Linked DNA regions of Mus musculus: regions 1 and 3 are each linked to region 2. Evidence: chromatin contacts called from public HiChIP or PLAC-seq data. All regions are on one chromosome and are shown on one strand. Each heading gives the region's core, a stretch centred on a gene start, on an enhancer-like site or on the middle of the called end of the contact. The rest is flanking DNA. Distances are from core to core; before and after follow the strand shown.

Region 1 (4,653 bases), core at 1,449-3,948, 410 kb after region 2:
CCAAATTCAAATGAAGCATGTTTGGGATACAGCTGTGGTTCCACATCCCCCACTTCCTCTCTCTTAGGATCCAGATGATGCTGTTTACATGGTTGAAGTGGGTGGGGTCTGCAGGGTCCTGGTCATGCCAGAGAGATTGGGCTTCACCAGCTCGGGACATTCCATATCCACCCACTGAGAGGATGGAGGGTCTGAGCTCAATCTTGAATAAAGACTCTTTGCTTTTGCATACAAATTGGATTCTTGGTGGTCTCTAGTGGTCTGTGGGGAGCTCACATATACTTTATTAGGAGCAAACCAGTGCTATGTATGGACCCTGAAGAGTGGGAAGGAGTTTTCAGGGTAAATGGAAATCATTGACTGGAGTTTAAAGCCCTGAAATGCCTCATGTGTATGGAGAGGCATTCCAGGAATCTCAGTTACTTGCTGAGTGGATTCTTACTGGGGTGGGAGTGGGAGGGTTGAAATTGTAGGTTTTCCAAGGGCTATTCAACTTTCCCCAGGTAGAGGGTGTGGCAGGTCAGGCTCCAGGGATAAAGTCAGAGAAAAGGAATCCCTGCTGGAAAAGGGATTCCTCCATTTTGCACTGAGCTCAGAGGAGCTATTCGGCCATGGTAGATTGAGACCTTAAAGAGAACGGTTTCCCCACAATGTAAATTAATGATTTGGGTAAAAAGAAACAATGTTAAAATGCTGTCAACTGTTCCTACATGAATTTACGAATCTAATGTACATTAAAATAAGTACATTAAAAATACTAACAAAAATGTTTTGCAGGGGTGTGTGTGTGTGTGTGTGTGTGTGTGTGTGTGTGTGTGTGTGTGTGTTTGGACCCTTTTAATAAATTACATTGGGGCGATTGGTCAGCAACCTGTTACAATAGATAAATGAATAAATAAAAAGGCACACAAGTCAGATGTAAAAGAGATGATCTGACTATAGGAATATGAAAGAAATTTCCAACCAGGAACATTGACCACATCAAAGTTCCAGCTAGCCAGATAGGGAGATAGGAAGTTTTGTTTTAAATATGATAAATTAAGAATAAATTTTAAACAAAGCAATGGTTTTCATCTTGACATTTTCAAATAGGTGTGTCATTATACGTTGTCTCAATCCACCCTGCTACGCCATTGTTCTCCTCCCTGGTCCTTGCCTTCCTTTTCCTGGTTTCCTTTCCCCCAAATCATCACCCCTTCTGCTCTCATGACACATGTATTCCATCTCCATTAAGAAAAAAAAAAACATTTTTTGCAAATGACATCTCCACATGTAAAGAGCACAACTAAAAGTAGGAAAATGGACAAAAATGCTTTTTCAGGGTAAAAAAAAAATGAGTCATAAAAGATAGGGCTTCCAGTTTTGAACATGTTGGGATACAAAGAACAAAAAGCTGGCCCAAACATCTGAGTAAAAGACGCCATTCTCATGACTGAGACGCTGGGGGTGGGGGGGAGTGAACATGTAAGAGGTCATTCTCATGACTGAGATGCTGGGCGGTGGGGTGGATAAACATGCAAGAGGCCATTCTCATGACTGAGATGCTGGAGGGGATAAACATGTAAGAGGTCATTCTCATGACTGAGACGCTGGGGGGGGGGGGATAAACATTCAAGAGGCCATTCTCATGACTGAGATGCTGGGGGGGGGAATAAACATGTAAGAGGTCATTCTCATGACTGAGAAGCTGGGGGGGGGGGATAAACATGCAAGAGGCCATTCTCATGACTGAGATGCTGGGGGCGCAGTAAACATGTAAGAGGTCATTCTCATGACTGAGATGCTGGTGTGGGGGATAAACATGCAAGAGGCCATTCTCATGACTGAGATGCTGGGGGGGAATAAACAGGTAAGAGGTCATTCTCATGACTGAGATGCTGGGGGGGGGCGGGGGTCTCTAAACCTCTTTTGATGAGCAATTTGGCCTTATGTCTAAGAAAGCATTTGTGCTATGTTTTTTGATGTGGGTACAAGGACTCTTTTGAAGCAGTGCTCACGACAAGAAGCCTGGACAAACTCTGGCCATCCCCTTAGAGGTCATAAGCAAGCATGGCCTGTTTTCCTGTGGCTCCCAATTACAGCATCATATTGTGCTGGAAATATCCCCACTGGGTCTTCCACTTTGATAATTTTTTTCTGTCTTGCCTTCACCTTTTCCCTCTGCCTCAGTCCAAGACCCTAGCCTGCGAGAAGACTGGCCTTGTCTCAGGCAGGGTCAAGGCTGGTGTAATCTGGAACAGAGAAGTGATTTTCTATTGTAGATTCTCCACCTCAGCTTGGGTCAAAATAAAATCATGGGCTTGGAAACTCCTCACTTGCATAAATAAAAATCTGCAGACTCATGGTTGGGTTTTCATATTTCAAGAGTCAAACTTTAGAAAGAACAGGGGAAGTAGGAGTGGCCTCTCATGGGGCCAGAGGACAATATCCAGGAGCCTCCTCTTCCTCGAGTTTCCCAACTTCTCAATTCTTCAGTAGCCAGCAAGAACCATCCCCGTGCAGTGTGTGTGTGTGTGTGTGTGTGTGTGTGTGTGTGTGTGTGTGTGTGTTTATGTGAGAGACAGAGAGACAGAGAAAGAGAGAGAGATAGAGAGAGAGAGAGCATTGCAATGCCTCCTGGTCTTCTCTAGGGGCTTCTACTCTGGCAAGGAGGCAGGCAACCATGCAGAGTGACTAGACAGTTCAGACAGCCTCTCCAGGGCTCAGAGCAAAGCTAGGTCCATCCATCTCCTCTGGCCTTTACTTCCAGTCATAGTGAGGTGGTCAAAGGAGATCTTCAAATTAAGATAGTAAAGGTAAGGGTGTTTGAGTCAGGGTTCAGAGTAGAGGGGTCAGCATGGGGGATAAGAGTGGGGGGAACAGAATGGGGGTTAAGGATGGGGGCAGTGAGAGGGAGGGGTCAGAGTGAGATGGTTTCACCATGACGATAAAAACGGTAGCTCTCCTCTTTAGGGATCTCCCTTGTGAGTTCCAGAGCATTAGTGGATGCTGATGGGGACTGTCCCTGAGGTTTGTGGGCACGCTGTGGCTACAGCCTGTGAGCCAGGCACATCAGCAGGAAAGATGTATGCAAACCCACCTCACAGAGGAACAGGGGCTCAGAGAGAAAGCAGAAGCTGCTGAGGCTTCAGAACTCAGCTGCTGCTCAGTCCGCAAAGCTCATCATGATGTCATGGGCCACAGAAGGCGGTGGGCAAGCCTGGTGGAACAACCAGGCCTGTCACTGTCCTCTTGAGGCAGGAGAGGAACACAGGGGAAAGTCATGGGGACACGGGAAAGGAAAAGGCCACCCTGGGCTTCACTTGCTCCTTCCTGCTGAGGAAGTCAGGGGGCTTTGGACACCGCTGATAATGTCCAAATTGCCGACTGAGACAGCACATGTTGTCCTAAAGACCTCACCACCAAAGATCATAAAACCTGTGTTTATCTGTGACCTCAAATGGCCTAGTAATGCTGAGGATCCTCTCACCCGACATCTAAGAAAACCCTTCAGAAAACCAGCTTGCAACTTTTTATAACAAGAAAATTCTTTTACTTCCCACTTCCCTCTGAGCAATGTTAAGGGTGCTTTTTATCAGGGTTAGAGCTTTAACTCGGGAGCCCTCAAACCCTATACACACCCACAGTGAGAAACAGCTCACAACTACTCATCTTTGAAAGCCTGAACCCATGCTCTCTGACTCTCTTCTGCCCCTGAACACCTTTCTTCCTATTTTTAAATATATTTTACTTAAAATAGAGTTAAATCACTCCCCTGTCCCTTTATATTCAAGAAACAGCAACTCAGGCTGGTGAGATGGCTCAGTGGGTAAAAGTGATGCATACAGCCTGACAACTTAAGTTCCATGCCTGGGATTCACCAGGTGACAGTGGGAACTGATTCCCAAAAGTTATCCTCTGTCCTCTCCATGTGCCACTGGCACACCTGTGCCTGCACTCTCACACACACAATAAACGAATGGACTCCAACACTGCTTCTCACTAGCCTGTCCTTGAATTCTTTTCCTCACAAAAGCAGGGCCCTAAGAGAAAAGGGACTCTCCCAGTACTAGTGACAGAGTTGCTGCTTTTCTGTCCCTATCTCTGCTGACACTCTTGGCTAGAAAGACACAAACTCCCCCAGGCCCTTCCCATGTTTAGGAACATTTCGACAAGATGTCCGTTCCATGCCCTGTGCACATGGTCACATTCTCCAAGGCACCATCTCCACCTTCCCGATTTCCTTTCTTGGTACATAGAGCAGGAAGCCAGCAACACCAGGTGCGGGACACGAATGATGCCAGCTGCAGGTCCTCGGCCCAGAGCCTGCATTGTCCATGATGCTGACTGAAAGTCTGTTTTAGAATGGCGTTCTTACTTCCTCATCTTTTCCGGTTTTGGATCCTTGACACCATCTGTGGTTCTGCACAAACATGCAACTATTTTGTGGAACAAGGGAAAAGACTGAGAGAGAAAAAGACCAGAGTGAAGCCAAGCAGTGACAGGGAGTTGTTGACAGCCAATGATGGTGTGGCATGTTGACACAAACTTCCTCCTTGAGTAACACCTGATGTCAGTGTGTATGTCACTCAAAGCCTTCAGGTACCCGATGTCCCTGGCTGATGCAGGCCAGGTCAGTGATTTGTCTCTTGTCTAAGTATATGACTACACCTG
Region 2 (4,332 bases), core at 366-2,865:
GCCAAGCACTCCATGACCCTGTTCATCTGATGGAAACGGGAGGCTCGAGAAAGCGACTGCTGAGCAACAAGGCTGGAGCCTTTGCTGCCTTCAGAGTAGATGCTGAGATAATCAGTAAAGTCCTTGTAAACCCACACTGACTCTGCTCCCAGAGTCACTAAGAGTTTAGGGAGATGGTCTTTGCAGGTGACAATCTCTCAGCTTAAGGTCTCCATACCAATGTTCTGTCATCACAGCCTGCCTCTGGCAGTCGGAAGGCGAAGTTCTCAGACTCCCGGGCTGCCGAGCCAACTTGGCCCGCTCTGATGAGAAGCTGGGCATACCTGTATTTACATCGCCCACAGTAGCTTGTTTGAAGTGACTGTAGATGAACAGCATCTCTTCATCAGTTGGCTGAGTCTTGAGGCGCTTCACCTCCTCAGCGGCTTTGTCAAATTCAGCCTAAGAGTGAGGGAGAGGGAGAGGAACGAGATGTAGGTTGCCTGAGTGGGAGAGGCCCAGGGATGCCTCCCATATTCCCTCTTCTTGCCAGGATTCCCTAAGGCCCACCTGTCCACTCAAGCAGTTACAGCACTGTGTCAAGTGCTGGGAATAGTTTTGGCTCACAGTGGAAGTGCACGCCCTTGAAAATTTTCTTGCCCAACTAACTGCCTGGGCCACCACTGGCCCAGATCCAACAATTGCTGGGGTTCCAGTAAAGCCCGACCTATGATCAGCGGAGATTGACTGGGCAGTAAGGGGAAACGTGGTGTGATCAAAACAGTCGATCAGAGTTCAGGAGAGGAATGCGGTGGAATCCAGTGTCTGGAGCCAGCTGGTCCCTTCCTACAGGGGCCTGGAGTTCAGCGTTGACCTCTGTCCCAGTGCCCAGATTAGGGAGAGGCAAGTGGGAGGAGTCAGAGATCGCCCTACAGGGCTCAGTCCTCGGTAGTGGTCTCCACTGGAGGGAAGGAAAAGGCTTCTGGACCACCTCACCTACTCACATCTCTTCTGTACAGGGGCAGGCCAGGCACAAGACTAAATACCTTCCCCGACCTCCAGGCTCTTCAGCCAGGGCCTGTATGAGTGCCCCTCTATTCCATTCGGTTCTTCCCAGTGTGGGATTCAATCTTCCCTGTCCTTCCTTCCCTCTTACGCCCCATCTTTCTTTCGAGGACCCTGTTCCTGCTTCACCCAGGAGTTCAGCCCACCGGCAACTCTCTGGCAGTTCCGGCGTGGGTGGCAGTTTTACATATCTGCAAGGGAAAAAGTTCCGCTCCCCAGGCTATGAGCTGGGCTCGGATCCCAGAAGAGCTGCGGGATATCTGAGGAAATAGACCCGGCTGTCCCCAAACCCACAGCATCTTCGCAGCCCGGCGGGGCACACGCAGTACCTGAGACATACTGGTGAGGTGATACGGATGCCGAAAGCGCGGGAGCAAGCTCAGAAGCAGCAGCAATCAAGTCACAGAGCGCACCAGCTAGCGCCTTTAAAAGCACAACCCCGGCGTTCCAACTGAGCTCGGGCGAGCGGCAGCAGCCAATCAGAAGTCGGATCTGCTTTCGGGGGCGTGTCCATCCTAGCGGAGCGCTCCAACCCTTCCCGGACCCAAGAGGGAGTTTATTGCGCACGCGCGGGGAGGAGCCGCGGGGCACGTTGGGAGCAGGTGGGACGCGTTTCGTTTTTTTTTTTTTTTCCGTGGGGGAAGGGACGGACGGGACATTCTCCGTCAGGGCAGTTGGGCAGGAGCTAGCAGGCACTGAGAACGCGTGAAATGGGGTGCTGCGGGAGGAGAGCAGAAATCAGTATGATTCTTTCCCTTTAACTCTCATGCGGATTGGAAAGAGGCCGGAAGTTGCATCGCTGGTTGAGTAAATTATCCGACTAGAAAATGGGATGCCCCGACCCCTTTCGGAAAATCCAGGGAAGAATCCCCGGTGCACAGCGCAATGGTGGCCCGCTGGACCAAGTCCATATCTAGGCCTTTTCTTCTGAACTTCTGGCATATTCTTTGACATTGCCCATACTTGTCGGTCCTGCACCCCTAACGCAGTCTTGTGTTCCATCAGTGCTTTATAAAGGCGGAGACAATGTGATATAACAAACTTGCACAAGAAGAGGTGCCCATCGAGCCTTGGTTAAGTGAATAACTTTTCAAATGGTTTTTAAACACGTGACCTGATGCTTGCCGACTCCTAGACCTTGGACACGCAGCAGAGGACAAACAGACGAATCTTTGCTACTTTGCAGCGTCTTATAGTGGGTTCATAGTTGATTTAGTTTAAAAAGTAAAGAGTTGGAAGTTATAACTGATGTGTGTGGAGAGGGGTTGGGGAGAAGATGCTGTTTGAGCGAGTCCTGCAAGTCGGAAGGAGCATTCTAGCAGAAGCAGGAGTAAGCAGGAGTTACTGTGGACACTGAGGTCTTTGAATTCTTAGTCTCATTAGTGAAATAATTTAAAACTGATTCGGAAGGAAGCTTGAGGACAATTATATTAAAAGTTTGAGGTAAAAAACCCACAGGACAGACAAGCTGAAAATGTTGACATCCACTGGGGAGAGGAGACTGGGGAAAAGTTTTGCCTTTTTTTTTTTTTTTTTTTTTTTTGGTTTTTCAAGACAGGGGTTCTCTGTATAGCTCTGGCTGGTCTCGAACTCAGAAATCCGCCTGCCTCTGCCTAAGTTATGCCTTTTAAGCTAGACACGGAGGTCAGAGAAATTGAGAAAACCCAGAGTGTTAGGGAGAACATGCTTAGGAGTGCACAGCAGGTTCAGAGGGTTGAGTTTAGACGGCATTCAAATCCAAGAATATGTGTCCCGGGACAAAAGACTACAGCGGGGCAATGAGGAAGTACAACTAAGTAAAACACGACAGAGCTGCAGAAGTAAGAACGAAGTAAGCTGAATAGGTGATGGCAGAGGTTGTTCATTTTGGGCATGCAGGCAGTCATTCTGATGGAGTCATGGGGTGGGGAGGGGACTTTTCAACAGAGGTGATGGTGCTATAGGGGCCTTGGCTCCATGGGAGAAGGAGGAAGGGCGACAGCACAAGTGGGCGGGAGGATTTAGAGGGCTGAAAGAACTTTCTGGCAATGGATACAAAGGTGAAAGAGAGGGGTGATAGAAAATTCTCTGGAGGTCATTACAAAAGGGAGATAGTCTCTTCTCACTTCCTAATGTGTGGCCAGAGGCCTGGGCCACAGTTTGCCACCCTGTCTACCTGCCCCCTCATCACAGCTGTAGTGGTTTGCAAAGGCAGGGCTAGGGCTGCTGCTCGGTGCTGGAGAGAGTCTGTCTGCCTAGTATATGTGAGATCCTGGGTTCCATTCCCAGCCCCGCAAAAGTAGAAAACTTAAGTCCGAGCCTTCAGATGTCACCAGCAGCTTCGGTCATGTTTTGTGGAGTGTTTGGGAAGGAGAACTTTAATTGCAGGGAACACAGGTAGATTTGTTAGTTTGTAAGTCACTTTGCTTAGAAAGCAAAAGTAACAAAAATGTTGGAGGTGAGTTTGGAGAAATTGCCTGTGAAGTATAAAAAATGTCGATGTTTTCTTTGTCACTTCTGAAAGAGGAAGTGACTCCACAGAGCTTTGACTGGACTCCCATGCGGTCAGTGGATCCGTGGGCATGTTGCCGTTATCTGTATGTAGTCTGTATGTATGTAGTATGCCAGTCTGTATGTAGTTCCAGGTTGAGTTGTTGGTTGCTTGTAGGAATATAACTCACTTTATTAATTCCAGGTAGTGGTTCCAGATGAGGGTACAAAAATTATTTCAAGGAGGTGAGGGACATGCTGAAGGGTGTGGACCCTTGGGAGCTAAGCTCTCTTGAGCCAGAGGGGACAAAAGAAGGTATCCTTGTAGAGTTTCCCAGGCACCGTGTCAGAGAGCCTGAGGCCATGCTTCTCAGCACACCTTGTGCCTCCTTCCCTTGCTGCTCAGCAACTCTTTGTTGGTGTCTCAGCTATGGGAACGTCACTGCTAAGCCTGCCCTTCGTGCTTCTTCCCCAGGGAGCTAGGATGGCATTTGGAGGCCTTAGAAAAACTTGGTCTATTATTCCTTGAGTGCCTTCCATTTGTTTTGGAGACAGTGACTCCGTTGTCCTCGAACTTACCAAGTAAGCAGGCTAGACTGTCTGGGCCGGTGAGCCCCAAGGACCCTTCTTTTTCTGTCTCCCCAGCACAGGTACTGCATGCCACCATGCCTGACTGTTTTTGCATGGTTTGTAGAAATTGAACTCAAAGATTTTCATGCCTGTGTGGCAAGCACTTTATTGTCTGAGCCTTTTCAGCATTTGGAATTTAATTTTTAAAAGTAAACTGCAGGGATTGGCAAGATGGCTCAGCCGGGAGAT
Region 3 (4,188 bases), core at 958-3,457, 380 kb after region 2:
TTCTTTACAGCTAGCTACTGCCTTCGTTGTCTCTTGCTGCAGAGCACCCTGGCTCTCACCTACTCTCTCCACCAGTTTCTCTACCTACCAGAGTGAGCAACCTCAGCTACAGACCAGAGCACTCAACCTCCAGCCTCCCCACTAACCTCAGGATGGGATTCAAAACCTTCACCCCACCCTCAATTCTACTGATTATTCCTCCCAGTTCTGAAGGACAGCATGAGCTACATCTGTGTGTGTGTGTGTGTGTGTGTGTGTGTGTGTGTGTGTGTGAGAGAGAGAGAGAGAGAGAGAGAGAGAGAGAGAGAGACCGGGACATGTGTCACCCCTCCCCTCCACCCACTGTCTCATTTTTGTTCCTAGCTCAGCTCCTTCCATCCTATCAACATTAGAAGGGGCATAACCTCTGACCTCAGGCTCCACCCCTGGTTACATCCATGATGTCCTGTGAAATTTTCAGCCTCAGCCAGTGATACCTTGTTTAGTTTGAGTTTGAGCTCCAGAACTCATGTGAAAAAGCCAGGCACAGAGGCGGCAGACCTGTCTTCGTGGTTAACAGCACTGACTGCACTATCAGAAGTCCCGAATTTGTGTCCCAGCGCCCACATTGGGTGGCTCAACTCCCTCTAACTCCAGCTGATCACTGCAAAAGATGATTCCCATAGATTGCTCTAGAAAGGGAAATCAGAGCTCTCCAATGTCGAACAAGTCCACCCCTGACTTTAAATGCTACAAATTCCTGAAGATGCAAAAGATACATCACTTATACAATACTAAGAGAGTAAAAGACAGTTTTCCAGGGCCAGTAAAATAGCTCAGTGGGTAGAAGCACGTTCCATCAAGCCTAGCCAGCTGGGAATTCAATCCCAGAATTTCACAGGGTAGAAAGAGAGGACTGATTCCTAAAGTTGTTCTGCTTTCCACTCATGCACTGACACACGCATGTGCGCGCGTGCGTGTGCACACACACACTTGTAATCAATTTTTAAAAATATTTGAAGGTTGTTCTCCATCTGAGTCAGACTGCTAAAGAAGCCAGAGAAGCTAGAGCCTATCTTAGCTGACATTCCTGGCCATCGGTTTAGCCAGTCAGTGAGCCCCAGGTGCAATGAGAGAGAAAAAGAGAGAGAGAAAGAAGAGTGACACGGAGAGACAGAGAGACAGTGAGAGAGACAGAGACACTGAGACAGAGAAAGACAGAGACAGAGAGACAGAGAGAGCAAGATGAAGAGTGTGCTCTTAGGTCAACACAGAGTAAAGGGCTTCTAGCCAAATATATAGACAGCTCTGGTTTCAGTGCTGTGGACTTTCCTTTTGAAACAACTTTACAGAGCCCAGGTGAGCCCCTAAGTTGCCGAATAGCCAAAGCTGGCTTGGCACTCCTCATCCCTCCTCCCCTCCCTCCCACAGCTGAGGTCACGGGCATGTATCACCTGTTTATGCTCTGCCGCAGACTGAACCCTGCATGCTCCAAAGCCCTCTACCGTGTGGGCTGGCTCTCAGGCCCTCAGGGACTTCTTCACAGAGTTTGCTTTGTATTTTCATCTCAATGCACACTGCATTGTGTCCTCATAAGATGTTCATTAATGAAGGGTCATTCCTTAACAAGCACCAGACAATGGAAAGTGTTTCAAAAGGACCAGATTGTAAGCAAAAATTGACTCGAGACCAAGGGCACAGCATCTGTGGTCAGCTTTCCAGAAAGTCCAGATGGACAGAGTCTAGCAAGTGAGAGTCAGGGAGGAAATGCACCAGGGTACCAACCTACCCCTCCTTTGCTCTTGCCTCTTCTTGCTTCCCACCAACAGACTAAGTTTCTGGGCAACTGCATTACAAGGGAGTCATACTTTACCATTGATTTCGAAGGTCTCCATCACAGGGAACATAGCTTGGTCAAAATCGGCTCTGTCTTCTGTGCTGCCCAAGAAGTCTTCCTCTTTGAGGAGTTCTTTACTTCCCATTGCTAAGCTTTATAGGTGGCCAAAGCCCTGGAGCCAGCAGAAACTCTCCCCTAGGAGGAAGCAGGGCTCCCATTTAACTGCGGCAGCTAGCTGGAGATGCATACAACTTCCCTTTGGCAATGATTTTTCAATTTGCACAATGTTTCCTGGCTGTGGGGACCCGGCTGCTCCTTAGTGTAGAACTGATTTTTGCTTAAATATCAGGCTGTTCACATGTGAAACTGTTGTGTGGGGAAGCTGCCTGTTATGGGGAATTGAAGAAGTTTGGGAAAGACCCTCCATGTCCCCAGGCCCTTAGGTGACACTGAAATGGGCATTTTGTCTTCCTTCTTTATGTTTTCTCAATCCCTGCATCCATCCAGATCCAGTTAGCTACCCCAGGAAATCTTCCTCTGACCCACTTCAGGCTGAGTTCATCTATAGACATGGCCTGGAAGCCCAGGTCCCACCCACACAGACCAAATCCAAACCTATAGTTTAATAAGGTCCCTTTGTGATTTAGAGTATATTAAAGCTTAGGAAGTAGGCTAGGAAGATTAAAGTGCACATCAGGCAAGCATAACAACATGGGTTCAAATCTCCAGACCCTACTGAAAACCATAATGACAGCAGTGAAAACCAGGTGTCGTTGTAACGTCTGTCATTGCAGAAATGGTGGGACAGGGACAGGTATCCCTGAAGTTCCCATTGGTCTAGCCACATCAGTGAGCCTCAGGTGCAAATAGAGAGGTGGGGAGGGAGGGAGGCAGGGAAGGAGGAGGGAGAGAGAGAGACAGAGAGACAGAGAGCAAGAGACAGAGACTGAGAGAGAGAGAGAGAGAGAGAGAGAGAGATCATACTTTAAACAGTATGATGGAAGGCTAGAGAGATGGCTCAGTAGATAAAGGCCCTTGTAGCCAAACCTGGCAATTTGAACTTGATTTCTATGATCCACATGGTGAGAAGAGAAAACTGACTCCCACAAGTATCTTCTAGCCTCCACATACCGGTATACACACCATCACACATGTGCACATATATATACAGCACACACAATTAAAATTCAAATACTTTCACAATCACTCTGGAGGTGCCTCTTTGCAGCATACCAGTAAGCTTTCCAAACAACACTCGTGTGTGTGTGTGTGTGTGTGTGTGTGTGTGTGTACATGCATGTTGACTGCAGCCCAGTGAGGCCTAAGCTCATTCCTTTTGTCCCTGTTGAACCTGTGGCAGGTCATGATGATTAAAATGCAGATTCAAAGGGTACAAAGTTTGGTGCAACTCATATCTGGTCCTCATGGCAGCTGTGGGATGGTAGAACCGTCATTCAAGCTGTGCTTTCCTCCCTTTACACATTTGTATCATAAGGGGGTCAACGGTAACTGTTGTATTACTGAATATGGTCACACGAGCTCAGAGCTGGGCAGTAAGGATGGGCTTCTGCTATCAGGAACAGCTGATCTGATGAAGATGTTTGTTGTGTCCAGCCAGCTGTTCACATGTCTAGGTTCTGTTCTGAGAAGGCATTTTGGAATCTGGAAGAGAAGAGGGAGCTAAGCGGAGTGAGAGAAATATGAAACCAAGACAGTCATTCTGATCAAGGTTCAATTATAATGTCAGCAAACACACTTTATAAAGAAGAGGGGAGGCCCATCTCTAGCCATGCAAAGTTTCTTTGTGTGGGGAGCGGGTGTGGCGGCAGTCCCAAAGGCGCCAGGGACTGCAGCTAAGTCATATGACTTGCACCTGACTTCCTCATATAAGACACAAACATCTTGAGAGCTGCGCAGGTGCACCAGGATACCGGTGAATCCAATTTGATGGAGATATGCCCCTGCTGCCCTGATTAGCTGAGGCTGCGTGCCTGGTGAGGCGGCGTGGCCTGCTGTGCGTGGATGAGAGAGTATAAAAGGAGTGAGAGGCCCAGGGTTCGGGGGAGATATAAAAACAAGGGAGATATATAAACAAGGGAGATATAAACAAGGGAGATATAAACAAGAAGAAACAGGACTGAATAAACGTGTGCAGAAGGATCCTGTTGCAGCATCGTTCTTCCTGGCTAGTTGAGTGCGCGCAACATCTTTGAAGTAGATAGGTCAGCCTTTTAGTGGGAACTCTCGAAGATCATCGAAGATCATCACAGTTCCGGTGTTAACTCCGGAAAATTCTTGGAAGAGAACCGGTGCAGGCCTCAGGCAGGTTGGGCCTCAGGCAGGTAGTGGCACATCAAAGGAGCAGCACAGCA

Evidence for each region. HiChIP or PLAC-seq counts read pairs in DNA pulled down with a chosen protein or histone mark.
Region 1: a contact with region 2 is called in an H3K4me3 HiChIP or PLAC-seq map of bone marrow-derived macrophages, with 2.5 times the contacts expected there. The contact joins the enhancer-like site here to the promoter of 3110009E18Rik in region 2. A contact is called at or near these places in 7 of 39 promoter capture datasets (the 3T3-L1 cell line, embryonic stem cells, hippocampal neurons and 2 more), 1 of 15 datasets of contacts at CTCF or cohesin (embryonic stem cells), 6 of 115 datasets of contacts at active chromatin or transcription factors (the NIH/3T3 cell line, VIP interneurons, bone marrow-derived macrophages and 3 more) and 2 of 9 other capture datasets (embryonic stem cells and liver).
Region 3: a contact with region 2 is called in an H3K4me3 HiChIP or PLAC-seq map of bone marrow-derived macrophages, with 2.7 times the contacts expected there. The contact joins the promoter of Marco here to the promoter of 3110009E18Rik in region 2. A contact is called at or near these places in 2 of 115 datasets of contacts at active chromatin or transcription factors (bone marrow-derived macrophages and pro-B cells).

What each region holds. Positions count from the first base shown.
Region 1 is chr1:120,529,618-120,534,270 of GRCm38.p6, forward strand. No RefSeq gene overlaps it. Among named protein-coding and RNA genes, the nearest start is that of Marco, 27 kb to the left of the region's middle. Within about 2 kb of position 2,699, at least 29 of the 459 cell types and tissues checked have an H3K27ac peak or open chromatin away from gene starts, as enhancers often do. A contact at or near this core is called in bone marrow-derived macrophages, where this site is marked.
Region 2 is chr1:120,119,572-120,123,903 of GRCm38.p6, forward strand. It overlaps 3110009E18Rik (RIKEN cDNA 3110009E18 gene), which reads left to right and starts at 1,616. Exons shown (of 6, transcript NM_028439.2): 1 at 1,616-1,646. Dbi (diazepam binding inhibitor) reads right to left here and starts at 1,525. Exons shown (of 4, transcript NM_007830.4): 1 at 1,374-1,525; 2 at 324-441. The coding sequence starts at 1,382.
Region 3 is chr1:120,502,817-120,507,004 of GRCm38.p6, forward strand. Marco (macrophage receptor with collagenous structure) reads right to left here and starts at 2,208. Exons shown (of 17, transcript NM_010766.3): 1 at 1,853-2,208. The coding sequence starts at 1,961.